Regions from separate parts of the Triticum aestivum genome. Here region 1 is linked to region 2. Evidence: chromatin contacts called from public Hi-C data. All regions are on one chromosome and are shown on one strand. Each heading gives the region's core, a stretch centred on a gene start, on an enhancer-like site or on the middle of the called end of the contact. The rest is flanking DNA. Distances are from core to core; before and after follow the strand shown. Region 1 holds the start of LOC123045314 (heavy metal-associated isoprenylated plant protein 7). Region 2 holds the start of LOC123045313 (2-oxoglutarate dehydrogenase, mitochondrial).

Region 1 (7,391 bases), core at 3,341-5,840, 150 kb before region 2:
GCCACCGGCCAAGTTCCGCCGCCGCCGACCGGCCAAGCCGCCGGTCACTGCATGACCATGCGAGCACAGCGAGCCGGCCGACCAACTTTGACAAAGAAGAAGGCCACCACCACCAAGCCTAGGGCCGACGTCCCAGACATCCTCGTGTTGCAGATCAAGTCCAGGAGCAGTGCCCCGCCGACGGCGATTGAGATCGGTAGCACAACGAATTAGCCCGACATGAGTCAAGGCCAGATTCGTCGTTGCTGTTGCCATCCTCCTCCCCCCCCCCCCCCCCCCGCCCGCCGCCGCACCACTTCCATGTCGCCGCCGATCTACGCCACCGCCTCCCAACCAGATCGAGATCCGAGGAGAAACCGCCATCGCCGCCACGCCACAAGGGCTTTACCCTGTGACGCCCCGGACGACGGCGGCGGAGGGGAGGGGAGGAGGGAGGAGGCTGTAGGAGGAGGGCGGGGGCTCCCCGGTGCGGGGCGGCGCTGCCGCACGGGGGAGGGACGGGAGGGATGTGAGAGAGGGTAGCAGGGTTAATGAAACAAAACGCCCCATCAAGCCCCATTCTGTACCATACTCCCCGCAATTTTGGAAACATCAACTATTGGAATCTTGTCTGACAACGAAATCCAGACTTTATACTAAAAACTTGTGGATGCTAACCCACGGTGAGTCTAAGGATGATGGTAGAAGCCTTCTACATTTTGAAACAATGGCCTACTTCGAATACCGTACAAAACTGATGCATGCAATCAATCAAATAAACTAATACGAGTACCTTTCAAACAGGCCCCTGTATAATAATAATAATAATAATAATTACCATTGAGGTTTTACGGAAAATTTTCGCATTAAAATAAGTAAAATACAAAGTATCACAAGCCACACGGCAGGAGTAGAAAGGAATCGCAGGGCAGTCAGGGACGTAGGCAAAACCATCATACTCCCTCCGTTCGGAATTACTTGTCTCGGATATGGATGTATGTAGAACTAAAATACGTCTAGATACATACATTTCTGTGACAAGTAATTCCAAATGGAGGGAGTATTTTGCAAGGGAAGCAAGCAACCTCAAGTCACAGAATGATGATGGGAAAGTATTCCCTCACATTCACAGCAAACTCTAAAGTCTGTAGCCCCTGGATATCATCAGCTAGTGGGCTACCGGGTAAAAAAAGTGGGCGCATCAAGATTGAAGCTGCAATCCGCCTAGGATTTTGTGTCATGCAAAAGTGGGACCCATCTCACATGCCCCATGCACATGACAACCACTTGTCTCCTACCTCCTCTTGCATCTCACCGTTGCCATTCCATTTCATTTACCCCACCCCCTGTGACTTCTCCCTCTCACCACCACAGTTTTTTGACAGAGCGACTGTTCCTCCGGGTCCTAGATGTTTAGGGCCGGGCACCAGCACACAGCCAAGGAGATGGAGAGAATTACTATACTATAATAACAGTTTTTACATAAGTTCAGTACAAGGCAAAAAGAAAAATCTACATAAGATGAAAACATCCATCAACTGACAAGGAAGTCCAGACTTACTTTATACCAGACGGTAAAAACATAAAAGGTTCAAAAAAAGGGAAACCTGACCGCAAAAAAGCCTGGTACTTTCTTCAAGCTGCTGCCATTTGCTTTGCTCGAGGGCATTTTTGCTGCCATGGCACCCCTCAACTCATGCAGTCCCTTCTCCCCTTCTTATTTGTTTTCCACTCTAGACCACCAAGGTTCTAACCTCCTTTTTACATGACGGAGCAGGCGTTCGGGTTCTCGTCGCTGAAGATCTGCGGCGGGTACGGCGGGTAGGCCGGCGGCGGAGGGTAGGCGGCGTAACCCAGCCTCGGCGGGTAGTACCCTCCCGGGAAGGCGAACTGCGGGTAATGCATGTAGAGGTTGGCTGCGGCGATGGCGCCGGGGTCTTTCTCCTTCTCCTTCTCCTCGCCGCCGGCGCCTCCATCCTCCTTGTCTTTCTCCTCTTTCTTCTCGTCTGCGGCGCCATCCTTGTCGTCCTTCTTCTCCTCCTTGTCGTCCTTCTTCTCTTCGCCGCCTTCGGCTGCCTTCTTCTCATCCTTGGCGTCTCCTTCGCCGGCTTTCTCGGCCGGGGCAACCGGCTCGGACTTGATAATGGCCGCATGCCTGCCGGTGCGCTTGTGCACGTACTCGGCCAGCTTGACCTCCTCAAACACGCCCTTCACCGTCACTTCCGACGCCTTCAGGTCTGGGTCTGCAGATTGCACTCCTGCATAATTTCGAACCAAAATCTTCAGCAATACTACTACTCCTACATAACAAAGTATCACCGAGCTCGAGGATGATCTATCTAGTGTGATTTTAGGCAGAAAAAATTCTTATACGATCCAGATTAATATTGTCACACTATATAGCCAGACAGGTAGGTGAAGGAGTGAATCTTATCTGCACACAGTTGTGCATCTTTTGCAAGAAAAGGAGCTACACGTACAAGGCCCACATTTTGGCTTTGTTTCAGCCATCGACCTAAAGAGGAATCCCTCTTTTTTCATCATTGCATCAGAGGAAAGATTTGCTTGACCTTTGCTGAATCACTAGGTAGATTCTAAACATGACACATAGTAGTAAACTAATTCTAGGAGGAGCTAGTGAAAATAAATACTAGTAAGAGAAAGGCCATAGATGTTTCTGTCCTGACGAAAATGACGCGAGAGAGAAATGAAAAAAGGGCAGGTAATCCCACAGCAGCCCATTACGCACCTTTCATCTTTTCGATCCTCTTCTTTATCGCCTGCGCGCAGGCCTCGCAGTGCATGTGCACCTTCAGCACCACGGAGATCACCGTTGGCTTCAAAACCAAACATCATTCAGTCAGTTTAGCCAAATCTGAAGTAAAACTGAAATTAACATACAAACTAGTAGGAGTACTGCATTGCGTGCATTCGTTAAGGTCCTTCACCTCCTTCTTCTCTTCAGGTTTCGGCGGCTCAGGTTCCTCCTTCTTCTCCTCTTCCTTCTTCTCCTCCGGCGGCGGGGGTAAAGGCGAGAGGAGCTCCACCTTGCGGCCGGTCTTCTTCTGAACACGCTCCACCACCTTCATCGGGTCGGCGGCCGCCTTCTTTCCCTTCACAACCACCTTGTGCGCCTTAGAGTCGGCAATGACGTCCTCTACTCCTGAATCCACACAAAAAGGTTTTCAGATGAGGTACTAGGTAGAACAGAGAATGGATCTTTGAGCCAAAGAAACTTTAATTTTCCCTTGATAGCAACAAGTAGTGCATGGAGAATATGCAGAGATGCTTGGAACATTTTGAGCAGTATTTGGAGATGATTGAGGAATCAGCTTAACTTTTGAGGACCTGTGGCCTCAAGGGCATTGTATACTCAAGGTTGTCATTCTCTTGGAATGTACTCCAACCTTTTGGAGTGAAAAGTCATTCCCATCACAATTAATCAACCACTAGATTCATGTGCGTCTCATGAGAAAGGAGGATCTTATTTATTTTATTTTATTTTTAGGACAAGAGGATCTTATTAATTAGGTGAATCAGTTTATTTAAAAGCTTAGCCCACCCCTACTGACCTATAGTCCACTATGAATTGCACCCAGAACAACCTTACAATAACTCTTAATTGGACGTCAGAACAGCACAGAGAAAAACACAAAATCTGGACCCCTTTTTTAATATAAGGACATAAGGAGGAAGACTAAAAAAAAGATTAGAGGAACCCAACCACATCATCATGTCTCTTAAATCTGATGAACAAACAAACAGATTCACTTTTAGCTTGCTTCCCATAACCGCAAGGGGAACACAAGTCTACCACTAACCATGATGATACGTGAATCAAGATGCACTAAACACGCACTACCTAGGACCACGGAACACTCGCGAAGAAAATGTCGAACGAACTCGGTAAAAATGTTCCTGTACTAGGGAAACAAAATCCACGTGACAGCGTACTACTAGTTCAAAACGAAACGAAAACGAAAAGATTTACTCTGACGGCGAATCCTGATGCAGCAAAGCAAAGCAGAGGAAATTAGAGAGCAGGGATTAATTAGAATAGATGAGGCGCATTACCATCGAATCTCTTGAGGATTTTCTTGACCTTCCTGGCGCAGCCCTCGCAGTGCATGTAGACGCGCATCACGACCTCCTCCGGCGGCGGCGGCGGCGGCGGGGGCGCCGCCTCCTCCTCCTTGGGCTTCTCCCCCTCCCCTTCCCCCTCCTTGGGCTTGTCGTCCTTGGGCTTGTCCTCCTCCCCCTCCTTGGGCTTCTCCTCCTTCTTCGGCTCCTCCTCCTTGGGCTTCTCCTCCTCCTTGGGCTTCTTCTCCTCCTGCGAACCAAAACACCACACCACGACGGGCGTCAGTCAGTCAGTCAAGATTCAATCTGCGCCGCCGCCGCCGCAGCAGCAGCAGCAGAGGAATGCAGTAGCAAGCAAGCGTCCTTCCTTACCTCGCCCATGGCGTGCGTTCCTCCTCTGTCCCGCTCCCGCGGCCCTGCTTCTCTGGTGGTATTGGGTGGTGGTGGCTCTCTGCGGCTCCCTGTGGGTGTGTCGCTCGCTACAAGACTGGCAGTGGGGTGGAGGGGGGTGGCCTCACTCGCTCGCCTTAAGTAGCGGGTGGGCACCGCGAGGGAGGGGCTGCGATGGCGAGATCCGCATGGAAATGATTTGGCATCTCTATCCCTGGGATTTCTTTTCTTCTCGTTTTGGTGCTGCTTCCTTGCTTTTTCTCGCTCACTCCATCTCTGTTTTTTTTTTCGGTGCACATTGTATTTGGGTGCCTGGAAGTATACGAACATTCTAGCACACCAGGTGACGTGTCACACCGGCTGCCCGGGCGTCGGATCCGCATGAATGCATGAATTACGGACGGCCGAGATCTGTAGTAGTACTAGTACCAGAAAGATTGTGAATTCTTTTTCTTTGATTTGATGGCTCTATCATTTTACTATTTTGCCTCAAGGTTAGTGCAGCATCCATGCATCGAATGCCACGAAACTAGAGGCGAGGAGCCTCCCTTGCACGGTTTCAAGGCCCCGCCTCGTGTGGCCTTGCGCCCGTCTCAAAGCGGCTTTCATTTTCTTTTCTTTTCTTTTCTTTGGGTGCTGGATTAAGGGCTAACCAACTAGTATGAATCAGCAAAAGTTTATTCTCAAAGAACAAAATTTACATTCTTAAAAACAAATCTACAGAAGCATCCGAGCCTTCTTTTTTCAGTTACTAATCAGCATTTAGAAAAATTTATTTTTCCAGCTCAGAGACAGAAGAGCATGGCTCGTGCATGCACAAACACTTGTCACCTGACTTGGAGGTCTGAACCGAATTTTTTTTCCAAAGTCAAAAAATGTTTTACTCTCAAGAAAACAAAATCCGCAAAAGTTTCCATGCTTTTCTTCAGTTACTAATAGGCATTTGGAGCCATTTTTTCCAGCTCAGAGACAGGAGAGCATGGCTCGTGCATGCACAAACACTTGTCACCTGACTTGGAGCTTTGAGCCATAGTCCTTTTTTTATTCATGCTTTTCTTATCCTTTTGTCACTTGTATTAGCATCGCAACAAAAAGTTGCTAGAGTCTTTTCGTAGAAAGGAGAAATATACATTGAAGAGTATAAGGAAGGGTTTCTTGTGACCGAGAAACTTATGAGGTGTCCCAGAACAACTTTTCTAGAAGAAATACACGAACAAGTGTGGTTGTTATGGATGACATGTACTTTCACATAAAGGCAGTGAGATCCTACCTCATAGAAAGGTTGATTCTTTTCATATTATTCATAGTGAAACATTTGATTTGATATGAGGGTACCTTCATGAGTAGGTTAATGTGTTTCCCTTGATAGGAATGAATTGATAGCGGCCTGTTAGTGAGAATCAAACAATAAATTCAAAGATACTCTACTGCTCCTGACATGAATCAAATTAATCATAGTAAATTAATTTTCCAAACCTTTTTCAATCACTAATGCGAACCAGTTATTTTGCCAGCTCAGAGACAGAAGAGCATGTTAGCATGCACGCACAAACACTTGTCACCTGACTTAGAGTTTTGTACTGAATTTTTTTATTCCTACTTTTCTTCCCTTTTTGTATGTATGTATTAGGATCGCAACAAAAAGATAATGACACTAGAGTCTTTTCGTATAAAAAGGAGAAATATATAGAGTGTAAGGAAAAGTTTTGTTTGTGATCGAGAAACTTGTGAGGCTTTCCAGAACAACTTTTCTAGAAGATATATGCGAACACGCATGGTTGTTGTTGATGCCGTGTATTTAACAAAATCCAACGACGAGACCCTAGTTCGGAGAAAAGGTTGTTTATTTTTGTATTAGTGTCATGGTAGAAACATTTTAATTTAATACTAGTAGGTTAATGCATTCCCCTTTAACAGGAATGAATTCAGGGCGGCCCGTTGGTTGGAAACTTAGAATCCAACAATAACTTTGAAGTTGCTCCAGCTATTGGAAATATGCTCTAGAGGCAATAATAAAATAGTTATTATTATATTTCTTTGTTCATGCTATAATTGTATTAACCGAAAACCGTAATACATGTGTGAATGCATAGACTACAACATGTCCCTAGTGAATCTCTAGTTGACTAGCTCGTTGATCAATAGCTGGTTGTGGTTTTTTGACCATGGACATTGGATGTTGTTGATAACGGGATCACATCATTAGGAGAATTATCTGATGGACAAGACCCAATCCTAAGCATAGCACAAGATTGCGTAGTTCGTTTGCTAGAGCTTTTCTAATGTCAAGTATCATTTCCTTAGACCATGAGATTGTGCAACTCCCGGATACTATAGGAATGCTTTGGGTGTATCAAACGTCACAACATAACTGGGTGGCTATAAAGGTGCACTAGAAGTATCTCCGAAAGTGTTTGTTGGGTTGGCACGAATCGAGACTGGGATTTGTCACTCCATATGATGGAGAGGTATCTCTGGGCCCACTCGGTAATGCATCATCATAATGAGCTCAATGTGACTAATGAGTTATCCACAGGATCATGTGTTACGGAACAAGTAAAGAGACTTGCCGGTAACGAGATTGAACAAGGTATAGGGATACCGACGATCAAATCTTGGGCAAGTAACATATCGATGGACAAAGGGAATTGTATACGGGATTGGTTGAATCCCAGACATCGTGGTTCATCCGATCAGATCATCATGGAACATGTGGGAGCCAATATGGGTATCCAGATACCGCTATTGGTTATTGGCCGGAGAGGCATCTTTGTCATGTCTGCATCATTCCCGAACATGTAGGGTCTACACATGTGACACCCCTGATTCAATCATACACTAATCATGCACACAAATGTGTATGATCAAGATCAGGGACTCACGGGAAGATATCACAACACAACTCTAAAAGTAAAATAAGTCATACAAGCATCATATTACAA
Region 2 (7,351 bases), core at 2,373-4,872:
ATGAGCATGTAGAAATCAACCTTCTAAACCAACTTTGTTTTGGGTCTACCAATTATTCCAGGATAGTGTTTATTTAGTTATTTTTATTTCTAGATCATCCCAGAACATATAATGCTACGAAATTAAACAACATGTGTTTAGCCATGACTCCATCCCTGAGCAACATGTCTGCTACACATGCCATGTGTGCTGCTCAATTCAACGGGTACAAACCTTGTTGCATATCTCAGCTGCTAAAAGATCATGACAATGTATCAGCAAAAAACGCCAATTATTTGGCTAAGGACGAATGTCTGAAACCTTAGCAAGCTAAATTGCATCTTCAGTAATACTGGCCCCAATTTGTTTATGTTCTAACCATTCTCCTTAGGGTATTGTCAATTCTCCATTCCAGAGTTGACAATAATGAGCATAATTGGTCAGTCATGTGTCCACTGTCAAATACTGATGGATCAAGCCAGCCTTAAGCTTTCTCTTATGTATATGGATATAAAATCACTCACTATGTACAACATAAAGCCAACATTATAACTAAACTAGCTGATACAGTTTTCAGTCTATCTGCTTATGGTGATTTCATGTTTTATTATATATAAGAAATCTAACTGAAGTAACCCATGTGCACCCCTAACTGGAACAAGTTAGCAGACTACAATTCTTACCTGTTGCTTACAGTAAATAGTTCCTCATTCTGGTTCATGACAAGATTATCAAGTGGGCAGTACTGCTCTCCAGTTTCTTGGTCATGGATAACAGAATGGCGGTGGCTGAATGTACCTCTCTCAACATCCTGGCCACTTAACCTGACATGGTTCCCCTCAATTATAAGAGTTGCAAAAGCAAGTGCTTCACCCACTGCCCAGTCAATGCCTTCCCCAGTCTCAATCATTTGGCGACGCAGATCAAAAATCTTCTTGACAGCCCTGTGAGGTTTGAAAGTTTCTGGAAGTGTTGTCATGGCTTCACCAACACGTTTTAGAATCTCTGGCTTGACACTGCATTGTTGCAAATGCATTACATCAAATACACTAACACAAAATGTGGAGGGAAACACAGAACTGGAAGGAAAGAATCATTTACCCGGTGTTTCGGATACGTGAAATCTGTTCTGGGGACTTAAACCCAGTCCAGTAAGCTGAAAGCCAGTCCCTCTTGTTGGGGATATCGTCTTTGCTCTTTTTGAATTCCTCATTCAGTATGGTGCTGACCTTCTTGTGTATCTTGTCAATATCTTCCTTGGAGATCTTCCCTGATTCTAACAGCTGGTTTTGATATATCTCAAGCGCACTTGGGTGGTTCCTAATCACCTGATTCAGATAGAAATATATATCTTAAGTTGCTTGTATAATAAGTATAATAATATCGCTATTTTATTATGCAGAATCAGTTTTATTGCTGATTCATGGCAATCTTTCTACTTCTGTTTACCAATAGATAAGTAAAATAGTTAAGGCTCACAGTTATGTCTAATAAATGATAATTAGCCAGAGTTCCAACGATGATGCTTACTCAGAAAGTAAGGAATGATCAGGACTGAAATTAAGAATGAAAAATGCATATAGAATTGTGTGCCAGATCATAATCATAATGGTGTTTTCCTTTTTTCTTTCCTTTGGGAGCGGGGTGTGGGTGTGGACAGTACCTTGTACATTTTAGGCTGGGTGAAGGAGGGCTCGTCAATCTCATTATGCCCAAATCGACGGTAGCATACAATATCCACCACTACATCAGAATGAAATGTTTGCCTCCACTCCGCAGCAAGCTCACAAGTATGAACCACAGCCTCCAAGTCGTCACCGTTCACATGGAAAATTGGAGCATCCAATGCTTTGGCTACATCTGTACAATACTGTGAAGACCTCCCTGACATCGGATCAGTAGTGAACGCAACCTGATTATTGACCACAAGATGAATTGTTCCACCGGTGGTGTAGTTTGGAAGTGCACTCAGATGCAGGGTCTCATACACAACACCTTGCCCTGAGAAGCTTCCATCACCATGCAATAGCACCCCTAGATTCTTGGTCCTGTCAAGATCATTAGAATAGTACTGCTTTGCTCTGGTCTTCCCAGCAACAACAGGATCGACTGCTTCCAAGTGACTTGGATTTGCAACCAACGATAGATGGATATGTTTCCCACCTCTGGTAGGCCTATCATATGAAGTTCCTAGATGGTACTTGACATCGCCTGTCCCTGTATACAAACCCTCCCCCTCATTGACAGGCTTGGTACCACCACTAAACTCGCTGAAGATCTGTCGCAAGGGCTTACGTACGACGTTTCCCAAGACATTGAGCCTGCCTCTGTGTGGCATCCCAATGACAATACTCTCTACACCAAGATCAGCTGCCCTGTCAAACATCTCCTTCATACCAGGAATCAGTGTCTCGGCACCTTCTAGGCCAAATCGCTTTGCGGTGGTCCACTTCTGTGCCAAGAAATTCTCAAACTGGGTACTCCAGATGAGCCTATCGAGCATGACCTGGCGACGATCATAGGTGTACTCCCTTGGGTTAACTGTCTCGATCCTCTCCCTCAGCCAGTTGCACTTTTCGCGGTCAGGTATGTGCATGTACTCGTAACCAATGGTGCCACAGTAGGCCTGCTCCAGGCGTCCCAACACAGAACGAAGTGTCTGCACAGGCCGATTCTCGGACAAGAACCCAGCCATCCTCCACACCCCGAGGAAGAACTCCCGATCCAAATCAGACTCAGAGAACCCGTAGAACGCCGGGTCCAGGACATCCGGAACCGGGCGCTGCTCCAGCCCAAGAGGATCGAGCTTGGCCTTCATGTGGCCGCTCACCTGGTAGGCGCGCACGAGCAGCAGCAGCCTCATGCTCTCCTGGATCGTCTGGCCGGATATGCCGGGGGACGTGGCGGCCTGCCCGACAAAGTTCCGGAAGAAGTTGTCCCAGGACTCGTCGACGGAGGTCGGGTCCGCCTCCCACGCCCGCTGCAGCTCCTCGAGGTACACGCTGCTGGTGCCATCGAGGAAGCTGTCGGTGAGGCGCGAGAGCGGCACGGCGCGGGGCTCAGGCGCCGCGTACCGCCGGGGGAGCGTCGAGTGGAAGTACCGCGGCGCGGGGCCGGCGAACGGGCTCGCCGGAGCGCGCGACAGGCTCCTCCGCAGCGCCACCCGGGCTAAGCCCGACGCGGCCCGGAATAACCCCATTTTCAGATCGAATTTCCTCTCCCGACGCCAAATCTAGACGCGGAAAACTGGACGGGTTGGGGTACGGATCCAAGAGAAACAGAGAATTAGATCATCAGGAGAAAAGATCGGAGGAATCCAAACAAGTTAGGGTTCGTTACCTAGAAAAGAAATCGTCCCGATTCTTCGGTGGAAGAATGCCTGGAGCGGGTTCCACCCACGACGCCGCCGCGAGGGGAAGAGGGAAAAGATGGACGTGGATAAAAGGGGAGGATGGGGATATATTCGATATTTTTCTTGGATGTTTTCGCGAACAAGGCGTTGATGTATAGAGAATACTATTTTGGGTCCTTCCGGTGCTAATTGTTCATCATACTTCTCTTACGTGGACTAGTAAACCAAATAGAGAGGACAGAAGGCGAAGGAGGTGGGGGATACCGGCTTCAAGCTATGGTATGCGAGGACAGCTGCAAACAGAAATGGCGTAGGCATATTGATCAACAAGAGCCTCAAGTATGGAGTGGTAGACGTCAAGAGACGTGGGGACCGGATTATCCTGGTCAAGCTGTTAGTTGAGGATTTAGTTCTCAATGTTATCAACGTGTATGCCCCGCAAGTAGGCCACAATGAGAACACAAAGAGGGAGTTCTGGGAAGGCCTCGAAGACATGGTTAGGAGTGTACCGATTGATGAGAAGCTCTTCGTAGGAGGAGACCTCAATGGTCACGTGGGTACATCTAACACAGGTTTTGAAGGGGCGCATGCGGGCTTTGGCTATGGCATCAGGAATCAAGAAGGAGAAGATGTCTTAAGCTTTGCTCTAGCCTACAACATGATTGTAGCCAACACCCTCTTTAGAAAGAGAGAATCACATCTGGTGACTTTTAGTAGTGGCCAACATTCTAGCCAGATTGATTCCATCCTCTCGAGAAGGGAAGATAGGCGTGCGTGCCTAGACTGTAAGGTGATACCTGGAGAGAGTGTTGTACCCCAGCATAAGCTGGTGGTTGCTGACTTTCGCTTTCGAATTCGTGTCCAGCGGGATAAGCGGGCTAAAGTCGCTAGAACAAAGTGGTGAAAGCTCAAGGGGGAGGTAGCTCAGGCGTTCAAGGAGAGGGTCATTAAGGAGGGCCCTTGGGAGGAAGGAGGGGATGCGGACAATGTGTGGATGAAGATGGCGACTTGCATTCGTAAGGTGGCCTTAGAGGAGTTTGGAGTATCCAGGGGAAGGAGAAGCGAAGATAAGGATACCTGGTGGTGGAATGATGATGTCCAGAAGGCGATTAATGAGAATAAAGATTGCTTCAGACGCCTATACCTGGATAGGAGTGCACACAACATAGAGAAGTACAAGATGGCGAAGAAGGCCGCAAAGCGAGCTGTTGGTGAAGCAAGGGGTCGGGCGTATGAGGACCTCTACCAACGATTAGGCACGAAGGAAGGCGAAAGGGACATCTATAAGATGGCCAAGATCCAAGAGAGGAAGACGAGGGATATTGGCCAAGTCAAATGCATCAAGGACGGAGCAGGCCAACTCTTGGTGAAGAACGAGAAGATTAAGCATAGATGGCGGGAGTACTTCGACAAGTTGTTCAATGGGGAGAATAAAGGCTCTACCATTGAACTGGACGACTCTTTTGATGAGACCAGCATGCGTTCTGTGCGTCGAATCCAGGAGTCTGAGGTCAAGGAGGCTTTAAAAAGGATGAAGGAAGGCAAGGCGATGGGCCCGGATTGTATCCCCATTGAGGTGTGGAAAGGTCTCGGGGACATAGCGATAGTATGGCTAACCAAGCTTTTCAACCTCATTTTTCGGGCAAACAAGATGCCAGAAGAATGGAGACGGAGTATATTAGTACCAATCTTCAAGCACAAGGGGGATGTTCAGAGTTGTACTAATTACCGTGGAATTAAGCTGATGAGCCATACAATGAAGCTATGGGAGAGAGTCATTGAGCACCGCTTAAGAAGAATGACAAGCGTGACCAAAAATCAGTTTGGTTTCATGCCTGGGAGGTCGACCATGGAAGCCATTTTCTTGGTACGACAGCTTATGGAGAGATATAGGGAGCAAAAGAAGGACTTGCATATGGTGTTCATTGACTTGGAGAAGGCCTATGATAATATACCGTGGAATGTCATGTGGTGGGCCTTGGAGAAACACAAAGTCCCGGCAAAGTACATTACCCTCATCAAGGACATGTACGATAATGTTGTGACAAGTGTTCGAACAAGTGATGTCGACACTGATGACTTCCCGATTAAGATAGGACTGCATCAGGGGTCAGCTTTAAGCCCTTATCTTTTTGCATTGATGATGGATGAGGTCACAAGGGACATACAAGGAGATATCCCATGGTGTATGCTCTTTGCGGATGATGTGGTGCTAGTTGACGATAGTCGGGCGGGGGTAAATAGGAAGTTAGAGTTATGGAGACAAACCTTGGAATCAAAAGGGTTTAGGCTTAGTAGGACTAAAACCGAGTACGTGATGTGCGGTTTCAGTACTATTAGGTGTGAGGAGGAGGAGGTTAGCCTTGATGGTCAGGTGGTACCTCAGAAGGACACCTTTCGGTATTTGGGGTCAATGTTGTAGAAGGATGGGGGTATTGATTAAGGTGTGAACCATTGGATCAAAGCCGGATGGATGAAGAGGCGCCAAGCTTCTGGCATTCTCTGTGACAAGAGAGTGCCACAAAAGCTAAAAGGCAAGTTCTACAGGACGGCGGTTCGACCCGCAATGTTGTATGGAGCTGAGTGTTGGCCGACTAAAAGGCGACATGTTCAACAGTTAGGTGTGGCGGAGATGCGTATGTTGAGATAGATGTGTGGCCATACGAGGAAGGATCGAGTCCGGAATGATGATATACGAGATAGAGTTGGGGTAGCACCAATTGAAGAGAAGCTTGTCCAACATCGTCTGAGATGGTTTGGGCATATCCAGCGCAGGCCTCCAGAAACTCCAGTGCATAGTGGATGGCTAAAGCGTGCGGAGAATGTCAAGAGAGGGCGGGGGTAGACCGAATTTGACATAGGAGGAGTCCGTTAAGAGAGACCTGAAGGATTGGGGTATCACCGAAGAGCTAGCTATGGACAGGGGTGCATGGAAGCTTGCTATCCATGTGCCAGAGCCATGAGTTAGTTGCGAGATTTTATGGGTTTCACCTCTAGCCTACCTCAACTTGCTTGGGACTAAGGCTGCGTTTGGCAGCAAGGTTTTTTTAAAGTTTTCGAAGAATATTGCGGTTTCTGAAAAGAACCATGATTTTGAAAACTTTGATGTGTTTGGCTTTAGAAAAACTGAAGTTCTGTAAACCACAATATCTCAGAAACCAAGGTATTTTTGTTGTTTCGGAAAAAGAGGTCCCGAGCTCTTTTTTCTAAACCGAACGGCGCAGTTGACGTCCCCGTCTATATCCAGATGAGATCGCCTCCTACTTTTCCTCTGACTATTATCTCGCTAACGAATTCGATTATATCTCCTGCTTATTAGCTGATTCTGTTTGATTCACGTACGTTCTCTTCTCGTGTGCTTCTTCTTCCAGCCGGCGTCACCTGCAAGTCTCCCTCTCCCATCTCCTCCGTCGGCCATGAGTCAATCAAGCCCACCACCAGGGAAAAAGGTATGCGCTCATCTATGCCCTTTCCGATGAATGCAATACTGCCACAAGGGGCGGCATATTGAATATACTCCATGCTGATCTTCCAAGGAGTAGATGTCAACGTGGGCTAATACGAGGGCAGTGATTAGTTTCCAGTGATCTTCCAAGCTTCTTGCTTCTCGGTCGTGTACTTGTACGCCTATTAATTTCCGGCAAGTAGCGCATGTCTTGAATAGTTCATGGAGTAGATCGATTGGTCTGTCTGAAGAACACTCGTACGCACAAGGCTTTTCTAGGTAGCCAATGCAGTACCAACTTTGCACGTACACGCACATATAATTTTGGCCGGACTGAAAGTACACGCACATATAGAAAAAAAATATGATGGCAACATTCCTAAGATTGCATTGCTTTAATCTAGTTGATTAATGAACTATGATGTACGTCCTGGTTAAATTAATCTTGCTATTGAACGCCGGCTGATTGATCTATTTCTTGCACTTGTCTAGTTAGCTCAGCATCTAACTGTAGTCATGTTGAGTACGTACATCATCTTTTACTTGGCGATGCATCATATTGTCTTGCTATGATT

The links. A called contact is a pair of places that touch in the nucleus more often than the background predicts.
Region 1: a contact with region 2 is called in a Hi-C map of leaf, with 5 times the contacts expected there. The contact joins the promoter of LOC123045314 here to the promoter of LOC123045313 in region 2. A contact is called at or near these places in 2 of 5 Hi-C or Micro-C datasets (both in leaf).

Annotation. Positions count from the first base shown.
Region 1 is chr2B:433,060,802-433,068,192 of IWGSC CS RefSeq v2.1, reverse strand. It overlaps LOC123045314 (heavy metal-associated isoprenylated plant protein 7), which reads right to left and starts at 4,590. Exons shown (of 5, transcript XM_044468317.1): 1 at 4,432-4,590; 2 at 4,054-4,309; 3 at 2,928-3,142; 4 at 2,729-2,816; 5 at 1,426-2,237. The coding sequence starts at 4,440. The coding sequence ends at 1,741.
Region 2 is chr2B:432,907,835-432,915,185 of IWGSC CS RefSeq v2.1, reverse strand. It overlaps LOC123045313 (2-oxoglutarate dehydrogenase, mitochondrial), which reads right to left and starts at 3,622. Exons shown (of 9, transcript XM_044468316.1): 1 at 3,319-3,622; 2 at 1,643-3,225; 3 at 1,081-1,307; 4 at 663-995. The coding sequence starts at 3,178.